Regions from separate parts of the Sus scrofa genome. Here region 2 is linked to region 1. A link is a contact called in public HiChIP or PLAC-seq data. All regions are on one chromosome and are shown on one strand. The core of a region is the stretch at or near the end of the contact, and the rest is flanking DNA. Distances in the headings are between cores, read along the strand shown.

Region 1 (3,895 bases), core at 812-3,311:
TTAAGAAGACACAGTCTTTGTCTTCCTGGTTCTTATACTATAGATACAGAAGGAAAGCAGAGCACCCAGGGGTAGGACCTGTATAGTTGTTATGGTAACACAGACACCCTCCCTGCAGTTCCAGGTAAAGGGCTCTGACAAGTCCCTTGGTCAAGAAATCTACTTAATTTTCCTTCATTCCATCTTGCCAAACCTTTCCATATAATATAGTTTGACGTCTCTTGAAATATCCACAGTCCACATAAGGGGAAATACTGCCTTTTAATAAACCCAACAATCCAGTCCGGTTGACCACCGGCTTCTCTAAAACAACTGCTAGGAAGCTCCTATAATCGGACCATATGGGACCACAGTGGCTTTTTGCATAAATGAGGTAGGGCAGCTGGGAAAGCTACCCTGTTTCCTCTTCCTCCTCCTTCCCTCAAGCGACTGGACTCTTGATTTTTTATTGCAGAGGCCAAACCTTTCTGTGCTACAGTGGAAGATAAGACATAATGAACAAGTCCCATATGTGACTGAAATACACGCAGTGGAAGATACCGGAAGTGGTGCCGGGAGCGCTTCTCTGTCGAGGGAGGAGGGTGTGCCCGGCCCTGAGAGCCTGCATATTTGTAGGTGGAAGCTGCACTAGACTTGTTTGCATAAGGCTGATCTTTGCACTCAGAATAAAACCCACACTTGCTGCCCATCATTCAAGGCCCTGCAGGAACTGGCCCTTCCGGTCTAGGGATGACATCACCTTGTGTTCCGTCCCCTAAGCTTCCTCCCCACTGACCTTTCCCTTCTCGGACTCACCAACCAGGTTCTCTGGGCCTTTGGCCCTGCACCCTTATCCCCCCAGGGGATGCCTTCATTCCCTCAGCTGTCTTCTTTACCGTCCTCCCTTAAGGCGTCCAGTTCCTCAGAGCCCTTCCCCTTCCTCCCTGGAACCATGAGACTATGGAGTAATCTGTGAATCTGCATGCCCTTTTGTTTCCTACTTGTTCCCTGCTTCAGAGAGTCACCTCCCTGGGAGCAGGGCTCCGTCTGTTCTGTCCCCACTGGAGAGTCAGTCTTCACAGTGCCAGCCACACAAGAGGGCAATGAAATATTTGGCTGATTGGCTTTCATCTGGTTCCTGGAAGGACGAAAGGGTTGGTATGCATTAGGTGATTATGAAATAGTTGTTCATTCATTCCCAATACTCTTTACATGTGTGGATTAATATTAGATTCTTTCTCTGGTTGCCCTGGCTCTAAGAGGATACTGAGAAACCCAAGGGGAGGAGCAGAGCTACGGATGGCTGGAGACTTAGAGTCCCACTCCTCAGGGAAGGCATCCTTGGCCCAAGGATGATCAAGAAGAGCCCTGAGCAGAGGCATCCAGAGTGTCAAGTACCGTCCAGCAGGGTGGAAAGAAGGAAGGTCTTCCACTGTCCCCGGCATTTCATTGTTCTAGAGCCACATGTGCAAACCAGGAAGAGCCTTGGGAAACTCTGGTTCCATCTCTTTTTTTTTCAAGTGTGGAATTAAAGGCTTGAGAAGAGAAGGGTCTCTCACCATGAGCTTCCTTGAGCCTTGAAATTTCAAATCCCAGGGGGCACATCAATCACTCTTTGTTTCTTGGGGATCTAGGCACTTCTGCTAAAACCTTTCTTTTTTTAATTTATATATTTATTTTTAGGGCCTCACTTGAGGCATATGGAAGTTCCTGGGCTAGGGATTGAATCAGAGCTACAGCTGCCAGCCTACACCACAGCTCACGGCAATGCCGGATCCTTAACCCACTGAGAGAGACCAGGGATCGAACCCACATCCTCCCCAGACACCATGTCGGGTTCTTAACCTGCTGAGCCGCACCAGGAGCTCCTAAAACCCTTTCTTGGACACAAATTGTGCTCAAACCTGTGGCATCACATCAGGTTTAATGTTACATCTTAAAAACAAAGAAGCAGAGACTTCACGACTCGCCGCAACCACTTTTGATCCGCAGAACTGGAATATTTTACAATAGAGCTGCAGCTTCCTGGACAGAGCCCTCTGTGCAGACTGCTTACACAGACATGAAGTGGTTCCACTTTCATATTCCCTCAGAGACGGGGAGGCAAAAGCCATCCCTTGGTTTAATTTGAAAGGCTAGAGGGAAGTTAGTTTTAAGGGGAGGAAAGCTTTGATTGATGCAAATGGAATGAACTTCAATGGTTTCCTTTGAGAAATCACTCTATTATGCAATTGTAGGAAGGTCAGAGTAATATGATTAAGCAAACAGGCAAACAGAAAGGGGAAAGGCAGGAGGGCATGGTTTTATATCAGGTTGAGCCAACGAGGGTGTGTCCTGCTTTCAGAGTCTCACAGTTTTAATTCTCCAAAGTTCACCGCTTGAATGATGCGCTTATTTGAGGGTTACGACTGGCGCGTTGATGAATAAAGCTTTCCCAGAATCTCTCATAAGTTCAGTTGCTGGGTTCCACCTCCCATCACCATCCAAGCCCTCCCATCACCACCCACCTTTTTCATCGTCTACCAACACACTTTCAAGGAGAAGTCTTTATATTTATTTGTTTGAAAGGAAGGTTTGTCCAGAGTTGACGTTGGATGGTTTAACAGATCCCTGATGTTCTGTTTCCTGACATGCAAACATCTGTGGCTCCTTTTTTTTTTTTTTTTTAACCTCAAACCCCTGGCATTTCAAAAAGGATTTGCTGAATGCTTTAAATCTTAGAAATGCAGTTGGCACAATGAAAGATATCCAGTAAGTATTTGTTGAATGCAATATTGGAATGTCAATTGACGGGGTGAATGGCCTTCGGCATTGCAAGCTGCTGCCTCCCATAATGCCGGGGTTTTGAACCAGCAATCCTTTTTTTTTTTTTTTTTGCGTTTTAGGGCCGCATCTGTGGCACATGGAGGTTCCCAGACTAGGGATTGAATCAGAGCTGCAGCTGCTGGCCTCCACCCCAGCCACAGCAACACCAGATCTGAGCCTCATCTGCGACCTACACCACAGGTCACAGCAACACCAGATCCTTAACCCACTGAGTGAGGCCAGGGATCGAACTTCTTTCGAAGTAGGATTGCTAGATTATATGGTACTTTTATATTTAGTTTTCTGAGGAACATCCATACTGTTTTTCATGGTGGTGGTACCAACTTACATTCCCACCAATAGTGTAAGTGTGTTCCTTTTTCCCCACATCCTCTCCGGCATTTATTGTTTGTAGGCTTTTTGATGATGGCATGATGTGACCCCTCACTGTATTTTTGATGTGCATTTCTCCAGTGATTGGCAATATTGAGCATCTCTTCACCGACTTTTTGGCCATCCGTGTAAATTCTTTTAAAATGATTTTTTTCCTCCACTGATTTTAAAGTGATGTATGCATGAAGAGGCCATGTAGTGTGATGGTTAAGGCCCTCTGGCGTCAGGAGCTGGCTTTAGATCCTGGCTCCCCTATGTAGTAGGAGTGTAGCCACAAGCAGTTTATTTAGTCTCACTCTTGCTTCCTTTCTTTCCGTCTGTAAAATGGGAACAATAGTCCACCTAAGTAAAATGGCTTTTGTGAGAGTAAATGAATGAATACACATTAAATATTTAGAGATGTCCTTAGCACAAAGTAAATGCTCAGTTAACCTGGTGAAAATTTGACAAGTTTGGAAAAGTCTGATGAAGAAAATACAGTCACCCATTTTCCACCACTCCCAGAACCAGGTAAATAACATTTTGCTTTGATCCTTCCCTATCCATTTTATAACCTATTTGGGGGTGTGCTGTTTATGAAAATGCTCATGGCTTTGTTTCACTTAACATGTCACCAGGACTTATTTTTATTATTTAAATTATTGGTAAGCATTCCGTGCCCCGTACTATGAACCATTTCCCTGTTGTTGGATACTTGGGTTTTTTCCCCAAATATCAA
Region 2 (3,895 bases), core at 830-3,329, 250 kb before region 1:
TCGGATGAAGTCCTGGGAGTTCACGCACCCACTTTGGAGACCAGGTAGGTGGGTGGAGGGCAGCCACATCTCCAATCGGGATAAATATGGGTCTGTTGTCTCCCTAGCACAAGGTAAACTCGTTCCAAGCAAACCACGTGCCTCTGCAGTTTTGGAGCTGAGCGATTCTCAGCCGGCCCTACTCAGATCTTGAAATACTGAGTTCATTTCTCAGGTCTGGGCTCTGTGATTACAAGCCAACGTGTGTTCATTTCACCAAAATACCTCCGACTGAGATGTTGAATGCCTCACAGCTCCCTGATCTCTCGAAACAGTGGGCTAAGAGAAAAGCTAAGTCTCCTAAAAGTTTTCTCTTCTCCTTTGCTGGACAAATGTCTCCAAAGTGGGTGCATGAACCCCAGGACTTCACCTGATGACTCGCCTTTGTGGGAGGAGAGTATTTTTAAGCTGGCCGAGTGTAACGTCCTCAAGGAATTTCCAGGGTGGGTCTTGGATGACCTCTGCGGAGAATTTTGCCTTCCAAGGGGAAGGTGATAGAAGACAGGCAGGGAAAAGCTGAGAAGCTTTTTCAAGAGCATCCTGAGGTCAGCTGGTGAGAAATCAAGAAGCCGCACAGGGGACGTGATAGGAACAGGTCCAGGGCGCGTGTTCCTTGCCCTTCACCTTGTTATTATCTTTGTTTGGATGTTGGTCCCCAAGTCACCCAGTAGTTAGAGAGGCATCATGCTGCCGCGTTAGCAATCTCGCTGCTTGCACTATACTTACCGAGCTCCTGTCCCCTGCAGCCCACAGCCCTCCGTGGGCAATTATTTGTCCCCATAACACTCCTGGGAGTGGAGTTTCCATTGGGTAAGCTCTCTCATGATAAGGCCGCTTCCCCTTAGGCACATGAAAGAAAAACAGTCAAACCCTCAACACAGGAGGACTTTTCAGCAAAATGCAGGTGGTGGATCACGGGTATTTTCCCTTCTGTATTTTTGATTTTTTAAAGTTCTATTTTATATTACTTTATTTTCTTTTGTTTTTTTTTGGCTGTGGCATGCAGCGGCTGGATGTGGGTTCTCAATTCCCAGCCCTGGGATTGAACCCAGGCCTCAGCAGAGAAAGTGCTGAGTCCTAACCACTGGACCACCAGGGAACTCTCTAGTCTGTGGATTTTTTTTTTTTTTTTCTTTTTAAGGCCCCACCATCAACATATGGAACTTCCTGGGCTAGGGGTCAAATCGGAGCTGCAGCTGTGGCTTACACTACAGCCACAGCAACATGGGAGCCAAGCCACATCTGTGACCTACACCACAGCTTGTGGCAATGCTGGGTCCTTAACCCACTGAGGGAGGCCAGGGATTGAACCTGCGTCCTCAGGGCCACTATGTCAGGTTCTTAACCCACTGAGCCACACCGGGAATTCGTATCCTGTTTGTTTGTTTTTGTAAATCAAGAATGGAGGTGAATTGCCTCCAGCTGCTGCATCAGTGCATCAATACGTGGAACCTCAGTTGTCTGACTCCCATTTGATGGCTCTTTTGCTAACGTCTGTAGGAAGATTTAGATCCAGGAACCTTTGTTATCTCGAAGGTTCGATAAAACACAATAGGCTCCTACCAGCGGGTAAAAAGTTCCTCTTAACAGGGTGTGCGTGTGTGTGTGTGTGTGTGTGTGTATGTGTGTTCACAAAAAAAGGGCCCTGGAGAGTCCAGATGAGAGAGTAAAGGTGGGTTTAGAAAACTGGTTAGTCTCCAAAAATGGGGTCCGGTCACCCTGAGAGGGACCAGGGGCCCTGCAGAAGGAAGCAGCTGACGATACATGTTGGAAGGAAACAGGACGTGGCTGGATTCTGAGTCTACGTCATTCACTGACGGACAGAGTCGGAGAATGAGCAGAACACCTCCAGATGCTGAGCGAGAAAGGAAAGGGTTCCGATCAGGCCACCCTAACTCAGAGAGGTGGACAGTTCCTTCCAGGAGAATGAGACACTCCATGACATTTGCCGGACTCTAGCGGCTCAGAATCCTGACGCAGTCTGAGCAAAACTGCTTACTAATGTTATGGGATGACTGAGGCTTAAGGGGATACGAAGCGAGCTTTCCAGGAAAGCAAAAACCACACTGGGCGTAACGCTCACTTCTCCTTTGTTGGCACAATGGTGACCGCTCACAAGATCTCTGTGGAGGCTGGTGGCATCCATCCATGGGCAACAGGAAGTGCACATCTCTGGACATGAGTAATTGCATTGGAAGTTTGGTTTCCACAGAAAGCTGGGCATGGTGACCCAGCTCCCCTGGCCCCTTGAAACTGGCTTCCTGGGCTGCCTGGTGACTATGTGTCAAGAGATGCAGGAATTGGAGCCCCAGTCCCTGCTGTGGAGACACAATGCAAACCAGCGCCCACTTGAAAGATCAGAGAAAAAGTTCTGATATTTCTCCTTTCATTAAAATAAAGGTTTTGTTTGTTTGTTTGTTTGTTTTTAGCTGTGTCTGCAGCATGTGGAAGTTCCCGGGCCAGAGATTAAATCTGAGCCACAGCTGTGACCCATGCTGAATCCTTTACCCACTGCGCCAGGCTGGGGATCAAACCTGCACCTCTGTAGTGACCCAAGCCACTACAGTTGGATTCTTAACCCACTGGACACAGCGGGAACTCCAAACATATTTTCAAAGTGTGAACCCATAGCTGCACTAGGGAAATACATGACAAAACTTCAAATCCAGCCCTCTAATATAATGGCTCTTTCATTTAAAAATATTTGCTTCTCTGAGTTTTAAAACACGCTCAGGAATGGAGCGCACACGCTTTGCCGCATGGGAAACTCTCCAAAGGAGTGACATCTTGTCTCTTTCTGCAACTCATGGCACAAAAGCCCCGCCCTTTCTTGTCCTCCGAGGTTATCTACTGTGTGACTCTGGGGTCGAGGCTGGGGTCGAAGGTCATCCTGGCTCCCAGGCTGGTAAACGAGGCCAGGGCAGGTGACGATGGAGCAGCTGTCACGATCTCAAAGCAACACCTGATCCTTTCGTTTGATAGGTTAACCTGCGCCACGAAGCTGCCCAGCTCGCCTCCCCACTGCCCATCCCGCTTCCCGCTACGGCTCTGGGTGATGCGGGGCTGGAGGACCCGCTACACCGTCGCCTGATGGCTGAGCCCTTTGAAGCAGCCTCCATCCCCACGCGCCTGCGCGGAGGGCCCTCGTCTTCCGCGGGCAGGTTCTAGGCCAAGGGGGATGGGGTAGAAGGGGAGGCGCCACTAGGAAGGATGGCGGTGTGTGTGCGAGTGAGCTTGGGTGATGGCGTGTACATGAGTGTGTGCGGTTGTAAGCGTGTGTGTGAGTCTGTGTGCGCACGCAATGTGGTTGCAGTAGCCCTGGCTCATCAACCCAGCTCTGAAGGCAGTTCCCAGGACAGGTGTTCCCAGAACGTTTTGAGGGGCCTCTCCAGGGGAGCCGCGCCGTGGGTACCCCTTCCTGCGGGTGAGCCAGTTCTGCGGGTGGATTTGTTCTAAGCCCTGTGGGGTCCATCTTATCAAGGGCATGGTTTGCGTCGCCTGGAACCGAGGCTGGGGGAGTGGGCAGGGACAGCTCCCTGGAGAGGTGGGTTTCCACGTGGACCACGGGGTGCGGCCCCGCCTCTACCCAAGGCCGGGAGGGGTTGCGGGGGAGGCCCAGGGAGTCTGTCTATAGAGCAGCTCCCAGGAAAGCCCCTGGAACCGATATGAGATCCCCTTACATTCTCCCCAGAGAGAATCCTCTGTTGGGGGACACAGGGGATCCCTCTTCCCTTCAGTGGCTGCCAGAGCCCGCTGGGTGAGCATCTGGCATCCTGATCAGAACATCTGCTCTGGAGGAGTTCCTGTTGTGGCTCAGTGGGTTAGGAACCTGACTAGCATCCATGAGGATGAGGGT

Evidence for each region. HiChIP or PLAC-seq counts read pairs in DNA pulled down with a chosen protein or histone mark.
Region 2: an H3K27ac HiChIP or PLAC-seq map of alveolar macrophages shows a contact between it and region 1. The contact joins two enhancer-like sites. A contact is called at or near these places in 3 of 47 Hi-C or Micro-C datasets (embryonic fibroblasts, liver and mesenchymal stem cells) and 1 of 2 datasets of contacts at active chromatin or transcription factors (alveolar macrophages).

The regions. Positions count from the first base shown.
Region 1 is chr13:202,378,532-202,382,426 of Sscrofa11.1, reverse strand. No RefSeq gene overlaps it. Among named protein-coding and RNA genes, the nearest start is that of ETS2, 84 kb to the left of the region's middle. Within about 2 kb of position 2,061, at least 17 of the 83 cell types and tissues checked have an H3K27ac peak or open chromatin away from gene starts, as enhancers often do. A contact at or near this core is called in alveolar macrophages and liver, where this site is marked.
Region 2 is chr13:202,626,230-202,630,124 of Sscrofa11.1, reverse strand. No RefSeq gene overlaps it. Among named protein-coding and RNA genes, the nearest start is that of PSMG1, 150 kb to the left of the region's middle. Within about 2 kb of position 2,079, at least 14 of the 83 cell types and tissues checked have an H3K27ac peak or open chromatin away from gene starts, as enhancers often do. A contact at or near this core is called in alveolar macrophages and liver, where this site is marked.